2 separate regions of the Mus musculus genome follow, and region 2 is linked to region 1. A link is a contact called in public HiChIP or PLAC-seq data. All regions are on one chromosome and are shown on one strand. Each heading gives the region's core, a stretch centred on a gene start, on an enhancer-like site or on the middle of the called end of the contact. The rest is flanking DNA. Distances are from core to core; before and after follow the strand shown. Region 1 holds the start of Txnrd2 (thioredoxin reductase 2). Region 2 holds the start of Camk2n2 (calcium/calmodulin-dependent protein kinase II inhibitor 2).

Evidence for each region. HiChIP or PLAC-seq counts read pairs in DNA pulled down with a chosen protein or histone mark.
Region 2: a contact with region 1 is called in an H3K4me3 HiChIP or PLAC-seq map of pro-B cells, with 8 times the contacts expected there. The contact joins the promoter of Camk2n2 here to the promoter of Txnrd2 in region 1. A contact is called at or near these places in 2 of 39 promoter capture datasets (hippocampal neurons and liver), 1 of 484 Hi-C or Micro-C datasets (B cells) and 2 of 115 datasets of contacts at active chromatin or transcription factors (large pre-B cells and pro-B cells).

Annotation. Positions count from the first base shown.
Region 1 is chr16:18,424,769-18,427,723 of GRCm38.p6, reverse strand. It overlaps Txnrd2 (thioredoxin reductase 2), which reads right to left and starts at 1,307. Exons shown (of 18, transcript NM_013711.3): 1 at 1,165-1,307. The coding sequence starts at 1,279. Comt (catechol-O-methyltransferase) reads left to right here and starts at 1,008. Exons shown (of 6, transcript NM_001111062.1): 1 at 1,008-1,368.
Region 2 is chr16:20,620,019-20,623,052 of GRCm38.p6, reverse strand. Camk2n2 (calcium/calmodulin-dependent protein kinase II inhibitor 2) reads left to right here and starts at 1,775. Exons shown (of 2, transcript NM_028420.2): 1 at 1,775-2,027; 2 at 2,810-3,034. The coding sequence starts at 1,859. The coding sequence ends at 2,880. All of the region lies in intron 2 of Eef1akmt4-ece2 (Eef1akmt4-Ece2 readthrough), which reads right to left.

The DNA.
Region 1 (2,955 bases), core at 58-2,557:
CACCCGTCAATCCCTGAGGTCTGTCCCCTAGGTTCCCACCTCACATGTAGTGACTGCTTCCTGGTACTCTCCCAGGTTAGCTTCTGCCACTGAGCCACAAGGCCTCTGCCAACTTCCACTTGCAGTCGGTCTACCTGCCTTGGCCCTGTAGACCAAGGGCCAGCCATTGTACCTTTCATAGCACTGCCTCTGTGAAGAACCCTGGCCTGCCCTTGCTCCTCTCCCTCTATGCTCGCTCCCTGTGGACAGAATTGAGTTCTGTCACTCACATTCAGGGGGCAGTATTAAGGGTGGTCACCATGAAAAGACATAATGGAGACCACTCATGAAACTGATCATACCACTGGGAAACTCTGGGGGAACTTGGCCTATTGGGGGTAGTGGACCCATGTTGAGAGGTACCCAGTTTCCCCCTTTGAAATTAATTACTATCCTGATTTCAGCAATAACGCTTCCTGGTGCAAACAAGTTGTTTCTTCCCCTTCTCAAGAGCCCTGACAAGCACTGGGGCTTGGTTCCACAAACTTTCTAGTGTCTTCTCACTCCCCAAACACTAGGCAGGTCATGAAGGTGCATTTGGAAGCTGAGGAAGGAAGGGCCAACACCTCAAGGCTAACTCTAGCTGCACTGCCAACTGACCATCACTCAAAAAATCAAAATCAAGCCCAAAACAACAAACCAAGGTAGTTCATGACTGTAACCCCAGAAGGCCACGGTCGGTGGCAACTACCTAAGCAGTCTGTGGCCAGCTTGGCTACATGGGGGTGGGATTACGGACAAAAACAAAAAGAAAAAACTAGAACAATAAAAAGAGTTGCTGCACCTAGGAAGTTGTGTGCCAATGGGGTACCTGTGACCATCAGAGCCCTTGACATCATCCCATCACAGCCCTGACATCAGGGCTACGATTAATATTGGGGACACAAATCCCAGAAGACTGGGCTTGCTGCCACCACAGGAGGGCCTCAGGCAAGGCACCGCCAACGTTTTAGACACCTGGGGAAAAAGCAGCCCTGCTAGAAGCAGGTCCCCTCCTAATCAGAACCCTGGCCTGTGTGGGCACGCCCACGCGGACACGTTCCAGGACAGCCCCGCCACCGCGACCCCCTGTGGACACTCGCACAGGCACCCTCTCCGCGTGCACCGCCCACGACCCCACCCTACCTCCCGCTGCACTCGCCGCGCCCCTTGTCCCGCGTGTCAGAGCCCGTGTCCGCGGCCGGAAGCGCCTGCTGGGTCCACGCAGCGCCGCCACCATCGCCGCCACCATCGCCGCCATGGTCCGGGGACCTCAGGCGGTCAGGGCTGCCCTTCGCACTGCCTGAGCGTCCGCGCCTCGGGGTCAGACCTGTGCGCGGCCTTGACGAGGTGAGTGGTGCCCGCCCGGAGCTCGGACTCGGGATCAGAATCTGCATGCACCGAACTGGGACTAGGGTGAAGGGCCCGTACGTGGGAACTGGTTCTGACCTAGGAGAGCGCAAGCCGGCGCTGGGGAATGGGGACACATGTGAAGGGGGTCTGATCTTGGCTGGGGGGTCGCTGAAGGGAGGCAGGTGACCGAACTTGAGTATCAGTGCTGTGGTGGAAGATATGTCCTTCGGTGGGGCTGTGGAGTTGGGCTTAACCTGGATAGAATGTAGCACATCCAGGGCCTGGCCCATTATAAGAGGGTCCGACTTACTTAGTTGTTGGATTGGGATGCAAACCTTAGGGTCAAAGTTACAGGGCTCAGGGATGGTCAGTAGAGTTGGAAGCTGTTGAACAGGGGTTCTTGAGAGAGGCCTTAGGGTGCCCCCGGGTCACTCCTTGCAAAAGAAGTGCTACCCACCCCCACCCCCCCACTCCCAAAGGGACCCCTTGGAGCTCAGGAGCACTAGGGCAGGAGCACTACGGCAGGCTTTGGGTGTGTGCTAAAAAGAGAAAGTCTTCCAGCCAGGGACTTTTGGGGTCCTTGCTGGCCCTCCAAGCCTTGGGAGAACAGTGGGAGCTGCCACGACTTGTGGGAGCTTGTGGTGGGGTAGGGCCCTAGAGGACATCTTGTCACAGAGAAACAGCATCGCCCTAATAATTGGGACAGATTTTACCTAGGAGCTGTAGGGGACCGGCTGAGTCATCTCCATTTGAGCAGAGGTGACAAGTGGGTGTCTTCTGGGGAACAAAGGAGCACAGAATCCATGAAGGGAAGGGAAGAGAAGGGAAGGGTGCTTTATACAGGCTCTTCGTGGCTTTGCTGCTGGGCTAATTCCCATGATCCCACAGAAGCTACAGAGCTGCAGACACTTTGGGGTCTAAAGTTGCTCTAGGGATGCACCCGTGAGCTGTCAGAGATGAAGCTAAAGTTTATATTTTTAAAAGGAGCTTGGCTAAATGTGGCTAAGCCTCCAGTGTGTGCACCCAGTAGAGGATCCTTTTCCAGGAAGGGAGACGTCCTTCCTATTGAACAGAAGTCCATTTTCTGTTCCATGTGAGGGTCATTCTTAAGAAGACAATAGAAAAGTTGGTGTTAGCCACAAATCAGTCTTTTTTTTTTTTTTTTTTTTTTTTTTTTTGGTTTTTCGGGACAGGGTTTCTCTGTGTAGCCCTGGCTTCTTAGAACTCACTTTGTAGACCGGGCTGACCTTGAACTCAGAAATCTGCCTGCCTCCCAAGTGCTGGGATCAAAGGTGTGAGCCACCACCGACCGGCAACAAATCAGTCTTTGCACATTTCTAGATGCCAGGTGCGAGTGTCTTTAGATGGTTGATGAGGAGCAGCCTGGAGGCTTTACCAAGTTGTCCTCTGAGTGTAGGAGGCAGAAGTGTGTGAGCACACGGTTTCAGGCGTGATCATTTCCTGGAGCAGTGTGTGCACCCAGTAGAGGACTTTCCCTCGTGGCCCTTGTAACCGAGGCAGAAAGCTGTCCCCAGAGTATTTGGTGTGTTGAAATCTGACATTTCTGTCAGATTCTCCCTCAAG
Region 2 (3,034 bases), core at 526-3,025, 2.2 Mb before region 1:
ATTATTGGGCCTTCAATTCAAGGTCATTCAGAAAATGGCAGATTCTGGATTGAAAGTCATAGCTGTGCAACTTCCAGGGGAAGGAGGTGTTTTGGACAATCTGATCACCCAGAGTTATTCTGTCCTTCCTTTCAGATGTCAGGGTCAGTCTTTCTCACCCCAGGGCTCAGTTGGGGACCATTCCTCCCAGCCAAAAAGATGGCGTACAGGAGTGTTAGAAGGAACCCCTGTTAGGCTACACCCCAGAGGTAATCTCAATCACTCCTCTTCCCTATCCCACAGGCCCTGTTCAGAGTCCTGACAGCAGAGACCTTTGCATTAAACACCCGAAGGGAGAAAAATCAGCAACCCAGCAATCTCACTAGCGTGATTTGGCGGGACTAAAGGGAAGGTGTCTTGCTTGGAGCATGGGCAAAAGCAATAGCGTCATTATTGTCTTTACCAGCCCGTCACTGTGAGTGAATGTGAGACACACCCTCCCTCCCAAGGCCAGTGATTGCGCCAGAGCCCTCTCGCGCCAGAGAGCGGGTGACGCTGCAGCTGACTGCTAGCAGGGCAGGGGCGGGGTTTGTGGGGGGGCGGGGGGCGCAAGAGGTGAAAGGAAGTGTGCGTGTTCTTTTCAGGGGAGGGAGAGAACTCTACCCCAGGCCCCAGCAACAAGGGCGGGGGACACCCTGTCCCTGCTGATGCTTATTAGCGCGCGCCTCTTGCTCAGGCACTCCGGGCTTCCCTGCGTCATCCGCATCCAGGGCGCCCGCCGCGACGCTGCCATTCATTTCTCCCACACTGCCAGCTAGAGCAAGCCTCCCAGGCTGAGGGAACCGCGTGGAGCGACTGGCGCTTTGAGTCTGGATTTTGGCGCCAACAGCGGTCCTAGGGTTTGTGGGGAGTCTATTCTGGCGCGCGCTGCGGTTGCAGTGTTTAAGATCCTTCCCCTGAAAGGCCGCAACGCAGTCTCGGGGGACAGACCCAGTGGTACTCATACAGGGACCAGGTATGCAGACAGATACAGAAATTCAAAACTAGCACACAGAGACCAAGATCAGATACACAGAGGTAGACTGACAGATGCTCAGACAGTCGAATACAAATTGGCCAACTGATGGAGACCTACGCGCAACCAGGATACAGGAACGCGCCAAGCACGGTGGCACCACCCCCAGGCCCGAGCTCTTCCCGCGCTCCAGTCGGATGGTTCCTTCCCCTCTCTCTACGCGTAGTTGGCCCTTTCCCGGTCGCGTTTCAGAGCCCAGGGCTGTGTTCACAGCCAGCCTGGCCGTCGCCTTCTGGGGCCCCGCCGCGCCCCCAGCTTTTGGCGCTCAGTTCTCTGTTGCTCTCCCCTAACCGCGGGTGCCGTCACTCCCCTTCTCCCCTAAGCACTCGGCTAGCCGCTCCCGCCTAGCTGTCGCCTGCACCGGCCGCTGCGGTTCCCCCGGGCCCACGTGGCGGCCATTCCCGGCCACCTCGCGGGAACCTCCCACGGCCGCGCGTTCCACTCCAGGGATCACCGGACTCCCTCGAACCGCTGGGCCCCGCCTCTTTCCGCTGGCCGGTTCCCGCCCCGCCTCCACCGCGCCCCGCCCGCCGTTCTCTGCCGCAGTCGGGCGCTCATCGTCATTCCGCTCTCGCCGCCGCCGCCGCCCCCGCCCCGCCCCCGCCCGGTCCCCGCCGCTGCCGCCGCCGCCTGCCCAGCGGCCCGGGAGGCGGAGGCGCGGGGGAGGAGGCCCCGCTCGGCTCCGCAGTCCCGGATGCTGTATGACTTCATCCTTCCGCCGGCTCCCCTGCTGAGCTAGGGCCGGTCCGGCAGCTAGCCTCTGCCCGTGCCCCGCCGCAGTCCCTAGCCCGCCCGGTGCCCGCCATGTCCGAGATCCTACCCTACGGTGAGGACAAGATGGGCCGCTTCGGCGCAGACCCCGAAGGTTCCGACCTCTCTTTCAGCTGCCGCCTGCAGGACACCAACTCCTTCTTCGCTGGCAACCAGGCCAAGCGGCCCCCCAAGCTGGGCCAGATCGGCCGAGCCAAGAGAGGTACGCGGCCCGGGCCCGGAGTCGCCGCCTGACCCAGAAACCCTTCGCCTGGCGTCCCCAGGCTGCCGTTCCCCGTCAAGTGGCAGCTGCTCTTGCCGCAGACCAGCGCAGCCAGCTGCGTACCCGCCCGGGGTGGGGAGGGTCCCTGCTGTGGAGTTGTCCCATTCTTTCCCTCTCCCGGGAATACTGTGTCCCGGATTCGAAGCTCTCCACTTCTGGAAAAAGAGCCCCGGCTCCTGGTCAAGGGGGAGGGGCCGCTTAGGGTATTTGGGGCTGCTTGGCACTGGGAACACAAGGTGGTGGGCCAATTCCTTGGGCTGAGATGAGTAGGTGGATGTTACTGGAGGGCACCGAGGCCAGGGGTTCGGTCGTCTTGATTGTTTGTATTGGGAGGGGACTCAGGAAGGCACTATCAAAACAGGGATTCAGGTAGAGGAAAGGGTTACACCAGGTGACAGTTTCATCTGAGCTCAGTTCGAGGAGGGGGTTGTGTCGAAGGCAGAGGTTTCTGGTCGGCTTAGATGGAGGAAGGCTCAGGTGACGGGAGGGTTCGCATTGGGAGTCTTCGGAAGAGGGGTGTTCCCACATAGGGAGGTTTGGGTGCCAGGCTTGGTAGCAGGTAGGGTCCGCGGGAGAGTTCGGGTAGGGAGGGCATAGGGTTTTGAGCCGTGTCGCGGAAACACAGGCAGTAGAGTAGATCTGCGCGGGGCTTGAGGACACCGGCCCCACTGTCGCCGCCGCCCCCCGAGACCGCGCGGCTGATGCGCTTTCTCCCTGCGCAGTGGTGATCGAGGATGACCGGATAGACGACGTGCTGAAGGGGATGGGGGAGAAGCCTCCGTCCGGAGTGTAGACGCGCCGGCTCTGGCGGCGGGCTCCGGGCCCAGCCCCGCAGCGGCCAGGAGCACGGGCCGGCGATGCGGCTGCCGGCGCACCCCCGCCCGGGGCCGAGGTGCCTACGGGCGGGGGCTGCAGGGCCACGCCGCCACGGGGTCAGTGTTGCTACC